Linked DNA regions of Mus musculus: region 2 is linked to region 1. A link is a contact called in public HiChIP or PLAC-seq data. All regions are on one chromosome and are shown on one strand. The core of a region is the stretch at or near the end of the contact, and the rest is flanking DNA. Distances in the headings are between cores, read along the strand shown. Region 1 holds the start of Spg11 (SPG11, spatacsin vesicle trafficking associated). Region 2 holds the start of Patl2 (protein associated with topoisomerase II homolog 2 (yeast)).

Region 1 (7,341 bases), core at 1,415-3,914:
CAAAGTTGGCTAGCAAGGACAGAGAGAGACTAATTATATTACATTATATTTTAAAATAAACCTAAGGGCTGTAGAAGTTGCTTAGGGGCTAAAGAGCTAGCTCCACAGGCTGGAGAGTGGCACTTGGATACTCAGAACCCACACGAGAGCCAGTCAGGCTTGGTGGCCTGGCTGCCTGTAATCCTAGCACTCAGGAGTCAGAGACAAAAGATCCTGGGGACAAGCTAGCCATCTAGACCAACTCAAGCCTGTGAGCTCTTGGTTTCAGATCGAGACTCTGACTCTGAAATGAAGAGGAGGGTCAGCAATGGTTCATCAGGGAAGGACACATGCATGTGCTTTGCAACCTGAGTTGGATCTCTGAACTCCATGTCAAGGTGGATGCAGAGAACCAACCGCATGGAGTTGTTTTCTGACCTCCACAGTTTTATGCTGTGCCATGTTCATGAGCACGTGCACACACACCCAAACATTAATAATAATAAATAAAAAATTCAAATTACTGTGGCAAGCAATCTAGGAAGACACTCAATATCAATATCAGGCCTCCACATGTATACATGCACACATTCACACACATGTAAAAACTAAAATAAAAAGGTCCAAGCTGGGCATAGCAACATTGTCTTAGCTACTCAGAAGGCCGAGGAAGGGTCTCTTGAGCCCAGAAACTGAACACCCTAAGCAACATAGCAAGACTCTATCACTGGGTTGGAGAGATGGCTCAGCGGTTAAGAGGGCAGACTGCTCTTCCAAAGGTCCTGAGTTCAAATCCCAGCAACCACATGGTGGCTCACAACCATCTGTAACAGGGTCTGATGCACTCTTCTAGTGTGTGTCTGAAGACAGCTACAGTGTATTCATAGTAATAAAATAAATAAATCTTAAAAAAAGAAAAGACTATCACTAATATGTATGAGCCAGATCTGGTGACTCGATAGCAATCACTTTCTTTAGTGGCTGAGACAAGAAGACTGAGTTTGGGGCCAGTCTGGGCTACAGAGAAAGACCTATCTTAAGATCAGTCAATATGGCCCAACTCTGAAAACACTAAAAGAGATGAGGCTACCACTCTGATAGTTTCAACTTCTTTTAAAAACTTTGCTTTTCTACAATAATAAGTTTATATTAAATGGGGTGGCTATGAGGTTCTTATTAGAAACACTGACAGTTCCCATTTCTGCCTTTATATACCAAGAACACACAGGCACTCCAACACACACCAGACATGAGAACAGTAGAAAGCTGGGATGGAAGTACGTGCTTATAATTCCAGCATTGGAGAGGAGGAGGTAAGAGGGTTGGGAACTCACAGGCATCCTTGGGTCCAGGCCAGCCTGAGCTCCATGAGACCGTATCACAAGGGGGTAAAAAGATGGGTTAAAATACTTGCTGACTCAGCAAACTCATCTTGTGTCTATAGAGCTGTTGAAGAGCCTGGAGACTCAAAGTGAGATACCTGTTGGCTATACAGTCTCATATAGATTGATCCTAAAATACTTACTTCCCTTTATTAAAAAGGTCAGCATATACTCAGGGGACTTCTAAACTTTATGATGTAAACTGTTTTATGAAAAGTGGAAAGCAATATAATATTGTAATTCTCTACCTTCTCAATCCATGGGAGCCTCATGTCTAAGAAACAGCGGACATGCCAGGTATGGAGTATACAAGCCTGTAATCTCAGCATTAGAAGGGGTAAAACAGGAGGATTGTGAATTGCAAGCCAATCTGGCTATATCTTGAGACTGTGATTTAAACATGGAAAACGTAGGGCTGGAATACCGTTCAGTGACCTCAGAGCACTTGTGTAAATGAATGGACAAGTTTAAAGAGGAGCAGGGGCTGGAGTGGGCGTGGTGGTGGCTGTGTTTGCAAGAAAACATTATTTTAGAGACAAAAAAAAATGCTTTAGAAATAAGCCTTATCTGGCATTTTAAAACAAAGTAGACTGTCTGGTAGTGCAGGCAGAGACAGGCCGATCTCTGTAGGCTCCAGGCTATATTTCGAGTTCTAGAATACCTAGGGATACATAGTGAAGAGGGGGAGGAGGAGGTAGAGAAAGATAGGCTTAGAACTCCTTTCAGTGACAATCTGTATTGAATTAAAGAAACAGGACCTGTGCTGAGACCCATCCAGGGTTTGCAGGGGCTATCAAGGAGTGAGACATCTTCTCTGTCCACCCAGGAAGTGAGCCGTGAGTTGCAACAAGGTGAGGATTTCACTTCGGGATGGGAAAGGTTCCGAGAGGCACGGGGCTCGATCCTGAGGAGGCTCCCCAGTGGTTCATCCTCTCCCACCAACCCAGGGGCCGGCGAGAGGCGAGCCCAGGACTCCCCTCCGGAGCGGCTCAGATTTCAGCCTCCTCCCACAGCCTGCAGCCGTCCCGCAGCACTTACTGCCTAAAGGGTCCTGGGAGGCAGCAGCTGCTCCCACCCCTGCTGCCCGGCGCCAAGGAAAGCACTTGGAGACTGCCCGCAGCCGTCAGGCTCCCCAGGGCCTCCAGCTCTCGGTGCAGCTGCGCCCGCGGTCCCAGCTGCGCCGTCTCCTCAGCTGGGATCCGCACCAGCAGCATGGGCAGGACCCGCTCCATGGCCCCGGCACAGCCGGGGGAGGCAGCACTTCCGGGCCCTGGCTGGGCAGCCATCTTGGCCTGGGCGGTCCTTCCGGTAGAGGCGCCCGAATGCGTCACGGACCTGCGCAGTGATTCGGACCTTGTGACTCTCACGAGAGAGGCGGTCCTGCGCCCGGCATTTGCTCAGCTTGGGGTGGAGGCGGCTCTAAACGGAATCCTGCAAAAACCACGCCTGCCCCTCCCTGCTCAGCTCAATTCAATAATACGCCAGGGCCTTTCAGCTGCTTGTGCTGTCCTTGCTACCAAAGATTTCTAAGGCAGGTGCTTCTTACTCCATTGAAACCCTGTTGCTGGCTCCTCTTCACTTTTTGTGCTGCTCGGTTAACAGGCATCTGGTAGTGCGCTTTTCTTGGTAGCAAGTACTCTTTTAAAGTCTAGAACTAATAAAGAACCCTCTACCATTTTAAAAAAAAAAAAAAAAAGCAGGGCTTCACAACAGACCCCCTCCCCCCATCCCCGGCTTCGAGAAATCGGCCCCTCTACGGAGTGGTATGGAGTTTTGGAAAGCAACTATCTCCATCAGATGCCTGGGATCCCAGAGTTTGAAAAATCAATCTGACTCATTTCCCCCATCAGGAAGTTTTGAAGAGCAGTTTACCAAAAATAAAATAAAATAAAATAAAATAAATTCTACAAGCCCTTCCTCCTCCTGACTGCAAAAACTAATTTTCAGACCCTTCGAGATGAATTTTCTTGTACCCGTGGGTACCCAGTCTCAGGATTTGGGAGTGTAAACTTCTCAGACCAATAGATCTCCTTTTGAGGTCAAACAATCTATTCTTTGTGGTCCTCCACCAAGGACTCTGTTACAAACATGAAGGTTAACATGGAGATTGAAGTCAAACGATATCCTTTGTAACAGATGGATGCATACAGAGTAGAGATGGTGAAATAGTTCACCTTTCAATTTCTTCTGTTTTTCTCAGGAAAGTACAATCTGATACAGAAGAGAAGAGGTAGAGAGCTATTGAAAAGGCATTTGGTCAAGCTATTTATTTGATAAAGGTTCTCTAGTGGCCTTAGACACCTGATCCTCCTTCACCAGCTTTTCAGGTTCTAGGAATACAGGATTATGCCTCCATGCCTACTTAACAGTGTCTTTCTAACACAGCCACTTCTACAAACTGAACATTTTGACTTAATGGCAACCTGCTAACATGCCTTCCTGGCTCAGTCTAAAGTCTAAAGCCCCTCTCTATTCCAGTCACTCTCAAATCATAGTATTTATGACTAATTAACATTTTATGTCAATTCCTGACCAAACTCTATGTAAGCCTGGAAATAGCAGAGACCTGTGCACCACTGTTATCTTCCTGCCTGAATCCCAGCCTGGCTCATAAAAGGTACTTTAGTATTTCTTGATGAATGCAGGACTTCATTTGACAAAATGCTGCCATGTTCTTCTCTTTCTTTCTTTCTTTCTTTCTTTCTTTCTTTCTTTCTTTCTTTCTTTCTTTCTTTCTTTCTTTCTTTCTTTCTTTCTTTTAAATTTACTTTATTTATGAGTACACTGTAGCTGTCTTCAGACACACCAGAAAAGGGCATGGGATCTCATTAAAGGTGGTTGTGAGCCACCATGTGGTTGCTGGGAATTAAACTCAGGACCTCTGGAAGAGCATTGAGTGCCCTTAACCACTGAGCCATCTCTCCAGTCCCCATGTTATTTTCTTATGTCAAGGAAGATGCTTATATCCAAATCTCTCAGCCTTAGCTGAACTGTTTGGTTTACATAAAGTCTGGCAACACGGAAGCAACATCCCAGATTAGACTTTTATTAAATACAAGGCCTTTCCCCTTATTAGGAAGGATATTCTTGACATATTCAAAAAAATGTCCTTCGTTGTAATTCCAAACTTACAAACAAGTTTCAACATATCATTTGATATTTCTTTAATCATACCTAAAGTAGTCATGCCTTAATTTTAGGCAAGTCACCTAGATTTTAAGAAAGGATATGACAATGTGGCAGGGTCCTCCAACATAACAAAGTATAGGAAATGGCCTCAACTGTCACTGTAGACAGGTGATGGAGTTCCGTTTCTGATATTTCAGCTTCTCACATTAACTAATACATCAGTAGATACAGGCAAGCCTACAAAGAACAAGAGTTAACTGCAAACACAATTCCATTTTACAAGTATTTATGGTTTAATTCATGCTTGGCTCATTCTAACAGTGGGTAAGTTCTAAGGACAGAGATGTTCTCTTATTTCTCTTATAGCCTGAAATAGTCTCTCAACTGTTGTTTGAATGAACTAGTTATTCAACTTTTCAGACTATGGCTCTGAAATAGCACCTACAAGTGACCAAACACTGAGAATAAATACAAAGTTGTGGCTAAACAGACCACAGGGCCCTAATGAGTCCAGACTGGGTTACTCAGTAAATGCCTGAGTATCTAGAGCAACTTTTAGATTTTTGTATTACATTTTCACACACATACACACACTCCACAGTGAACCTTTGGAGGTCACAGGACAACTTGCAGGAGTCACTTGCCTCATTACATGATATGAATCTACCTGCTGAGCCATCTCACTGACCCAAGAACTTTGTTTGTTTATTTGGTTGGTTTGGTTTGGGGTTTTTGAGACAGAATCTCATATCTCACTATGTAGTCTTGGCTGGCTTGGAACTCACTTCTGACCCTAAGTGATAAGACCAAAGGCATGTATGACCATGCTTGGCTCATAGAACTAGGTGTAAAGCTCATTATTTTCCATGATCACAGTTTATAGGAGATTTGATGCACAGACTTGGACTGGGCTTGACAAGGTGAGACTTTGTTTATATAAGCACTTACTCCATTCTGGCTTCCAGCTGCTGAACTAATTGCTTGTCCATGTGATGGCAGAACAGGGAAGCAGATTCCTGGGGAAGGCTAGAGGCTCCGCCAAGGATGCTGCAGGCAACTGAGCTATCTCCCAGGCAATCAGAATCACCAAGTCTGTCCTAAGGGACAGAAAAGAGAGGCCTAGCAGAGCCTTTATGTTTATGCAGGAAACTGATGTCCAGGCAAAGTCTGTTATTCCTCTTCCACCACTGTAGGCATAGATTCCATCGCAGACAGCGATTGAGAGGTAACGTCTGTACATTTGCTATGCACCTGATGATGCCTAGCCATCCTCCTTCCTATTTGATTTTAACTCTAAGGAGTTGATAGTACTACTCCCAGCTGAGGAAACTGACTAAGACGTGAAGTGTGTCAAAGTTACATTGCAGTAGACAGGTCTGTCTGACTCGAAGTGTATTTTCTTTAATTACTATGACCCTGTCCCCTGTGGGAAACCAACATTCCGACATAGGACACTATGTAGGGCAGGGCAGGAGAAGATTCAGCACTCGAATCTATTCTTCAGGAACTCTTTCCCAGGGCTCCCACACACCAGGGCATTGGCGTGTATTGACAAGGCCTTTACAGTCTTACCAGGTTGCACAGTCACTGCTGGATCGGAGGGAAGGATCCAGGGATACCAGCTGCTCTCCATGACTCAGCAAGGCATATAGCAGAGATATCCCAAACTGTGAGCGAAATACAGTTCAAGACAAAATGAGGTCTACAGTTCTACAGGCTCCCCTGGCTTTGCTGTCTTCCTCCAACTTAAAGGACAGGCTTGTGTGTACAGATAGAGAGCAATATACAAGAGCTGCCAGATTTTACAGCTAAACAAAGAGCTCTTCCACACCCAAAGGAACCACTGCCCTGAACTTTCCATGCGCTCTCTGAGAGCTGACAAGATGGGGGTCATCTAGTGAATGAGGAGCCTGGACTCTGCTGCAGGTGGTCTGTGGGCCATACTTTCAGAAGCACTACTTTAAGCACACAAGAGCACACAAGAGAATGCCCTAGAAATTGACAGAGACTGTCAAATCTATAGTGGCATACTTAAAAACTTGCTGTTGTAGACTGGGGTGGAGTTCAGTGGTATGGAAAGTGCTGAGTAGACACAGGCCTTGTTTGAATGCTCAGCACAAAGAAAAATATAAGAGCCGGGGCATGGTGGCACACGCCTTTAATCCCAGCACTGGGGAGGCAGAGGCAGGCGGATTTCTGAGTTCGAGGCCAGCCTGGTCTACAAAGTGAGCTCCAGGACAGCCAGGGCTATACAGAGAAACCCTGTCTCGAAAAACCAAGGGAAAAAAAAAACAAAACAAAGAAAAACAAGACTGTCTTTCCTTTAGTCAGGAACTAATATTATAGACACGTGGGATATCTGTCTGCCGTGGGATATCTGTCTGCCTCTCCCTCCCTCCCCCTCCTTCCTCCCCCCCCCCCCCCGCCTCTCTCCCTCTCTCCTCTAAAGGGTATACAATAAAAAGTTTGGAGACACACCTTTAATACCAGCACTTGGGAGGCAGAGGCAGGCGAATTTCGGAGTTTGAGGCCAGCCTGGTCTACAGAGTGAGTTCCAGGACAGCCAAGGCTACACAGAGAATCCCTGTCTCGAAAAAAACCAACCCCCCCCCCAAAAAAAAAAAGGTTTGGAGACTTTCAATGTGGAGGCTCACACCACCTGCAGCCATAGGGAGTCTATCAGAAAAGATGTGCCTCTCCACAGGTCTTAGGTAGTCCAGGTTAGCCCTGAACTCACCATAAAGACTTTGAAGTTCTGATACCCTTGCTTCTATTTTCCCTTACAAGTAGGAACCACCACATTCAATTTGGGAGCTGCTAGAGATCAAACCCAGGACTTCATACAAACACT
Region 2 (7,341 bases), core at 1,526-4,025, 68 kb after region 1:
TGCCCAGCTCTACTGCCTTTAAGGTTTGTTATAAATATAAAGGTTTCGTGTCTTTTATCTGGGAACTGAATGATCAAAGGTGGGGTAGATGCCCCCAGTTGAGATTAAATACTTAATACAACAGTGCATGGCCATCGCGCCTGTCATGTTCACACTTAGGGGTTGAAGCATAGGACCACAAATCTGAGGCTAACATGAATCCTATGCAGACCCTCTCAAAAACAAAACAATTCAAATAACCACTGTGCAAAATGTTATACTGAAATCTGAGAGTAGGTTAGACTGAGCGATGAGAAACAACATCTCAAAAAAACTGTCACCCTCAGCTTAAGAGGGACTTCATAGCCTGGCCCATTAGAAAAGCAAAGGACTAGAGCTCCTTCTTCTCCTCCCTCCTCATGAACTCACTGGGGAATGAGCCCAGTCCTTGCACTGCACTCTACCAATGAGTTACAGTCCCAGTCTGTCCAGTGTTTCAGTTTAAGAACTTAAGAAAACAGGCTGGAGGTGGTGACTTAGCTGGTGGAGCAAGTGCTTGCCTAGCATACACAAAGCCCTGGGGGAGGGAGGAGCTCTAACAGACCCAAGCATGACAAACATGGCGCCACCAGATCCTGCCTTCCCTCTCCCTTGCAAAACCGTTGGATTCCCTTATTTAGGCACTTCCACATTCCTAACACCAGCCACCAAGGTTTTCTTATTTGGCTACTTCCTTATGTGGGACCCATTCCTGAGGCTGGCCACCAAGGTCCAGCTACCAAAACTCATACTTTGGCTACACTAACACATCCCCAATCAGGACTTACCAACTCATCTGAGCACAGACTTCCCCCTTTCTCTTAAAAACTACTCCTACAAAGACACTTGCTGCTGTCTTTGCCCGATCCAGAGGCACCCACCACCATCACCACACAGTCTACTTGTCCCTTCTGAGGTTATAAATCTGTGCTTAGAATTTGGTGTCTAGATGTGGGGTGGCAGACTGTGAGAGGAGCCTAATAAAGTTGAACTGGGTTGGAAGCCCTGGGACCCAAAGGGACGGTAGGAGCTTCACCTGCTCCCATCACAGGTCCCTGTCACACTGCCACAGTCCCCATAGAGAGTGTTGTGACCATCACGTAGGGGCAGCTCCCCCTAAGCCCTCTACATGTAAATGAGGCATCCCTAACATCTCAGACCAAGCCAATAGGAAGCACCTACTGTAAGAACCCAACTTAGCCCAAAACTGTATATAAGATCCTATCCAGAAGGAATAAAGGTGTGTATGTGTGTGTGTGTGTGTGTGTGTGTGTGTGTGTGTGTGTGTGTGTATGTCTTAGGTTTTACTGCTGTGAACAGACACATGACCATTGCAAGTCTTACAAAGGACAACATTTAATTGGGGCTGGCTTACAGTTTCAGAGGATTAGTCCATTATCATCAAGGTGGGAGCATGGCAGCATGCAGGCAGGCATGGTTCTACATCTTCATCTGAATGCTCCTAGCAGAATACTGGCTTCCAGACAGCTAGGATGAGGGTCGTAGATAGAGCCCAAACCCACAGTGACACACCTACTCCAATAGGAGTGTGTGTGTATATACATATATATAGGTATATATATAGTGTATATACACACACATACATAGTGCCACTCCCTGGGCCGAGCATATGCAAACCATCAAAGCGCAAAAGAGAATTACTCCATCACCTGAGAGCATCTGTTGTATAGGAGCTGTTACCCTTTCTGGGAAGAGAATGCTTTCCTGAAGCTTTCGTGGCTAATTTCGTTGCTAGAAGTTCCCCTGCACCTCACTCAGTAACCAGCCCTCCATCAGCTCAGCTCAGTGCAGGGTCTGGGAGCAATAGTGGCAGCTGCAGCAGTCCCAGTTGCACTTCCCCCTCCCTGCTTTTTCCCCTTTGCTTGAAGGCTCTTGCCAGGCCGGGCCAGAAACTTCCACTTCTGGTACACAGACTGGCATCTGAGTGTGTTCTCTGCCGACTCCAAGGCCCTTTCACTGGGTTCTATCCTCAACAGTATGTAAACTGGACATAGTGACATAGGCCTGTGATCACATAAGTCTGATGGAATTGGCAGAAGAGATTCAAAGCCATATTCAGTTGAAGTTCAAGGCCAGACAGACAAGAGACTGCCTCAAAATAACAAAAAGATATGATATAGGGGAGTGGTAAGATGGCTCAACTGGTAGAAAGCTCTTTTCACCAATCCTAACCACCGAGTTCAATCCCTGGAACCTCCCCCCCCCCAACAAAATAAGTACAAGCAAAATGATACTATCACTACATTTAAAAATAATTCTTAGGATTGGAAAGGTGGCTCAGGGTTTAAGAGCGCTGACTACTCTGTCAGAGGACCCAGGTTTGATTTCCAGCACCCACATGATAGCTCACGCGATGGCCTAACTCCAGTTCATTGCCCTCTTCTTGCTTCAGAGGGCCTGCCCTGAAATTCCGGCAGTTGAGTTGCAAGCTACCAAATATATCCAAGACATCCTACATTATATGAAACTGTTTTTTAAAAATAAAAATATTAGCTGGGCGTGGTGGCACCGCCTTTAATTCCAGCACTCGGGAGGCGGAGGCAGGTGGATTTCTGAGTTCGAGGCCAGCCTGGTCTACAGAGTGAGTTCCAGGACAGCCAGGGCTACACAGAGAAACCCTGTCTTGAAAAACCAACATAAATAAATACATAAATAAATACTCAGGATTTAAAACTCACCTTTGTCCTCCACAGCTATTCTTTCAGTGTCTCTTTGCCTGCTTCCTGAGGCCTTTCCCGCCCTTTCCCCTTGAAAACCAATCATCTAGCTTAGCTTTGGACCAATCAGCGGCCTCATCTTAAGCCCCGCCCAGGATCCCCAGGAGTCAGGTGGCGCCATGTTCCAGGGGCAGCGTGGTTGGTTCTGCGGCAGTGTCAGTCAGGACCTGAGGCAAATCTGGGGTAGGAAGATGGGCGGGGCAGGACGTGGGAGCCAGAGCATCCTCCTGTTGAAGCCCCCGCCAGGGCCCCCCCTGCCTTCCTCGGTGCTGACGTGTGTTTTTACCTCCACAGAGGACGAAGGCGGGATGGTCAGCGACGTGAAGGCCGCCGACTTCCTGTTTAGCTGTGATGCCTCGCACCCTGACACGCTGAGGTACCCCAGGGCCACCCTACAGCCTTTTCTGTCATCGTGTACCCAAGAAAGGAACCAGCAGTCCAGTTATCAGCACTAGGGAGCAGCAAGTTTGCAGCCCTAGATATGGGGGATAGCATTCTCTTTTCCTTCCTTCCACCCTGGTCTTCTACCTGTCCCTTGGGTCTCTAACGGAATCCTGGTTTTGAGTTGTCTAGCTGTCACGTGGTAACTCTTACTCTGTCTGTAGGTCCTGCACTTTGCAAGCTGAAAACCTACCCACCCCATTACCTTAGCATACCAGGTTCTGGGATTGATTTCGGGCATGTGTCAAAAGTCGGGCTTTCTGGCATCTTAACCGACAAGTTCTATCATGAGTGAATGGTTGCCTAAGACCATGGAACAGCTTCAGTAATGGTTCTTCTTCCTTATTGCTGCTGTTTTACTAGCCCTATAATCACCCCAGGACTGTTACAGGAACTTGACCCTGCCTCCATCTGTGCTCTGCCATCTCCTTTCATAATTGCTGTCAACTGTTTATTGAGCAGAAATCTGCCCCTGGCTTGCAACCCCAACCCCTTCAGATTTAGACTTAGCTAATGCCTCTTTAAATTTCCATGTCTTTCATAGTCTGTTAAGTTATTGCTCCTTCATGTATGTTTTTTTTTTCCCTAACATCTTTTGACTCTTTTTTCACGGGCCTAGAAAAATAATGTTTTCTGCATGTGAAGGCTTCTCTGACTGTGTGCCCATTCTTTACCTCAGAATTAATTTCTTTTAATGAGTAAAAGAGACTCATGACTCTTGGAAGACTATGAGTAAAACTCATTTGGGCTTCTGGCTTTCAGTACACTGTTGATGGCCAGCTAGCTACTGTTTAAAGATCTTCCTCTTCCTCTTCCTCCTCCTCCTCTTCCTCCTCCTCCTCTTCCTCCTCCTTAGGGCAGGGTCTCTCATTTATTTACTTATTGTGCATTGACATTTCGGGGCATGTCTGCATGTATGTATGAGGGTGTTGGGTTACCTGTAACTGGAGTTATAGACAGTTGTGAACTATCATGTGGGTGTTCAGAATTGAACACAGATTTCCCGGAAGAGCAGCCAGTGCTCTTAACCGCTGAGCCATCTCTCCAGCCCCTGTTTTAAGTCTTTTATAAATTCATACAATCCTTTACCAACTCTAAAGCTAAGATTTGCCAACACTCAGGTCCCCAAGCTGGGAAATGTCTTATACCTGAAATTGATTCATTCTTGGCAGGAAAGAAGAATACATCATAAATGTATGCTCTAATGCTTGCAGTCTCCTACTTCCAATATTTGATTTACTTTTGAAAGTTTGAATGCATTCTTGTTTATTTCATAACCATTGACTTCCTTTCTTCTAGAATATATCAGAGCCTCGAGTACATAGAAGATAATGCTACAGTTTTTCATGCCTACTATCTTGCTGCAATAGCTAATACTGAAATGAAAAATTCAGTGGCCTTAGGCCATTTTGTTCTTCCTCCTGCATGTCTGCAAAAAGGTTAGCAAAGACCATAAAGCCATCGGTTTGCCAAGCCCAGCCAATCTCTAGTAAGATAACCAAATTTAATTTGAACAATCTCTATTCTCAATTGGACATTTTGTGGCTTGATTTTTAGCTTTTGGGGGTGTTTTTTTTTTTTGTCTGTCTGTTTATTTGTTTTTATTTTTGACAGTGTCTCACTTCATATCCCAATCTTCTGAGTGCTGGGATTGTAGGTGTGAGCCACTCTACCCACAGAGATGTTTGAATCTGGACTTAGAATCAGATACCTTGAGTGAAAATCCTGGCTTTCTCCATCCACACATTCATTTAGCTTTCTTTGTCTGCAAGGTCTCAGCTGCAGTGTGGAAATCCACTGGTGCATAAGGCAGAGTCAGATATTACCCTCCAAGGAAAGTGCTCACCAGCTAGGATCCAACACTTAGGATTTCTTATTTGGTTGTTTGTGTCGAGGCATGGCCTTACTATGTAGCCGTGGTGTGCCTGGATCTCACTATATAAGCCAGGCTGGCCTCAAACAAAATGTGTACTACCACGCCCAGCATTTTGTGATCTAACATGCTATTGACTTCTAAAATGAGATCATAGATTAAGGTATATGACATATTGTGAGGATTTAATAAATGTGTTCTTTGCTAGTGTTGAATCTCTTCATTCTAATATTTCTTTAAATGCTTGCTATAATACTCTTATATATGTGTGTGTGTATATATATGTGTGCTTTTCATTATACTTTTGTAAGTACTTTCACATTATTTCAACAACTTTATGAAGAGAGAAAGAAAAGTAAGGAACTGCATTGAGACTGGTCCTTTCAGCTTTCCCTGCTGGGAATGTGTTCTTATCCTGCCTCTCCAGCGCTCAGCCTAGCTTATCTACAGGACATTATGTGTCTCTTCTTTTTTTTTTTTTTTTTTTTTTTTTTGGTTTTTTGAGACATGGTTTCTCTGTATAGTTCTGGCTGTCCTGGAACTCACTCTGTAGACCAGGCTGGCCTCGAACTCAGAAATCCGCCTGCCTCTGCCTCCCAAGTGCTGTGATTAAAGGCGTGTGCCACCACACCTGGCTCTTTGAGGTTTCTAAGGGCTAGTCTATGAAAATAATTTTAAGTTTTGGGTTTGTTCTGTTTTGTTTTTTATATTTTCCTCACTGGAAATCTATGAACAGTTTCAGTTTGTTGCTCTAGAAATGAACATAGAATTATTGGGTAAACAAAATCCTCACTAAGAACTGAGTGTAGGGGAGCTGGCAAGATGGCTCAGAAGGTAAGAGCACTGACTGCTCTTCTGAAGGTCCTGAGTTCAAATCCCAGCAATCACATGGTAGCTCATAACCACCCGTAATGAGATCTGACGCCCTCTTCTGGTGTGTCTGAAATCAGCTACAGTGTATTTATGTATAATAATAAATAGATCTTTGGTCCTGAGTGAGCAGAGCTGACTGAAGTTAGCAGGGTGGACTGGAGCGAGCAGAGGTCCTAAAATTCAATTTCCAACAACCACATGAAGGCTCACAATCTGTACAGCTACATTGTACTCACATACATAAAATAAATAATCTTAAAAAAACAAAACAAAAAACCCCAAAACCTGAGTGTAGAAAGGGCTCAGAGGTTAAGAACACTACACACCCTTCCAGAAGACCCTGGTTCAATTCCCAGGGCTACATAGAGAAACCCTGTCTCAAAAACAAAACAAAACAAAACAAAACAAAACAAACAAACAAAACAACAACAACAACAAAAGAAACCTCAAAGATTGGTTTCTTGTAACTAGTGTTCCAGCAGAACCTAGTTATAACACTTAGTGTCTAAGTGGTTACGCAAACAAATGACCTATAGTAAAATGAGTTTGTTAAAAATAACCCTAGACCTCTCTCTTTTTCATTCTTGAGAGAGGGGCTTGTTATGTCATTCTGGCTGACCTGGTAGCCCAGGGTAGCCTCAAATTCATAGCTGTTCTCTTGTCTCAGCCTCCCGAGTGTCACGATTATAGATATACACCATCATGTCCGTAAGCTTTTTTTTTCCTTTTGATACAAGTTTTTCTTAGGTATCTCCGGCTGGCCTTAAATTCCCTTCAAAAACTTAACGTCAAGGAGCTTGTATTATAGAATGACTATCTGATTTATTAACCTTATTTTAAATTATCACTCCTATTTAATATTTGAGTGTTACACACAGAGACATCACACACCAAGAAAAAAATCTACAGTAAATGATTCACATAATGTACTGAAATCATTTGGAGAAAAAATTGGAAATTTTAATTCTTAGGCTTTTCAATACTCTGATTCAGTAGGAATTTGGGTTTTAAACAAGTATCTTTTTGTTGTTTTGTTTTTTAAAATCTCTTAAAACCTTTTTTTTTAAATTAGGTATTTTCTTTATTTACATTTCAGATGTTATTCCCTTTCCTGGTTTCCCTTTTAAATGTGTATCTTAAGAGGTTATTTTGATTCAAGTAGAATAAACATGTCCTACAAGTTTCAGACTTTATACAAAAATACAGAAATTACTTTTTAAAAAGTATTGGGCTTGTTTTTCTCACTACAGAAATACGAAGAAAAATTGGTAGTTTTATTTGGGAACAAGATGAAAAATTTCAGATAGAAAAGGTAAGAGGAAATACTTGATACTTGACTGGGATATACAGTTTCAAATTTTTTGAAGGCAGTGTAATCTGTGACATCAACAGTCTAGA

Evidence for each region. HiChIP or PLAC-seq counts read pairs in DNA pulled down with a chosen protein or histone mark.
Region 2: an H3K27ac HiChIP or PLAC-seq map of embryonic stem cells shows a contact between it and region 1, with 8 read pairs. The contact joins the promoter of Patl2 here to the promoter of Spg11 in region 1. A contact is called at or near these places in 3 of 39 promoter capture datasets (embryonic stem cells, frontonasal cranial neural crest and neutrophils), 2 of 484 Hi-C or Micro-C datasets (cortical neurons and pancreatic cancer cells), 6 of 115 datasets of contacts at active chromatin or transcription factors (the NIH/3T3 cell line, the SCID.adh cell line, bone marrow-derived macrophages and 2 more) and 2 of 9 other capture datasets (adipose tissue and liver).

The regions. Positions count from the first base shown.
Region 1 is chr2:122,115,722-122,123,062 of GRCm38.p6, forward strand. It overlaps Spg11 (SPG11, spatacsin vesicle trafficking associated), which reads right to left and starts at 2,665. Exons shown (of 40, transcript NM_145531.2): 1 at 2,400-2,665. The coding sequence starts at 2,647. Patl2 (protein associated with topoisomerase II homolog 2 (yeast)) reads right to left here. Exons shown (of 18, transcript NM_026251.2): 16 at 6,063-6,157; 17 at 5,439-5,587; 18 at 4,387-4,727. The coding sequence ends at 5,464.
Region 2 is chr2:122,183,414-122,190,754 of GRCm38.p6, forward strand. It overlaps Patl2 (protein associated with topoisomerase II homolog 2 (yeast)), which reads right to left and starts at 2,776. Exons shown (of 18, transcript NM_026251.2): 1 at 2,718-2,776. It overlaps Terb2 (telomere repeat binding bouquet formation protein 2), which reads left to right and starts at 2,859. Exons shown (of 7, transcript NM_028914.1): 1 at 2,859-2,939; 2 at 3,051-3,132; 3 at 4,497-4,636; 4 at 7,194-7,255. The coding sequence starts at 2,876.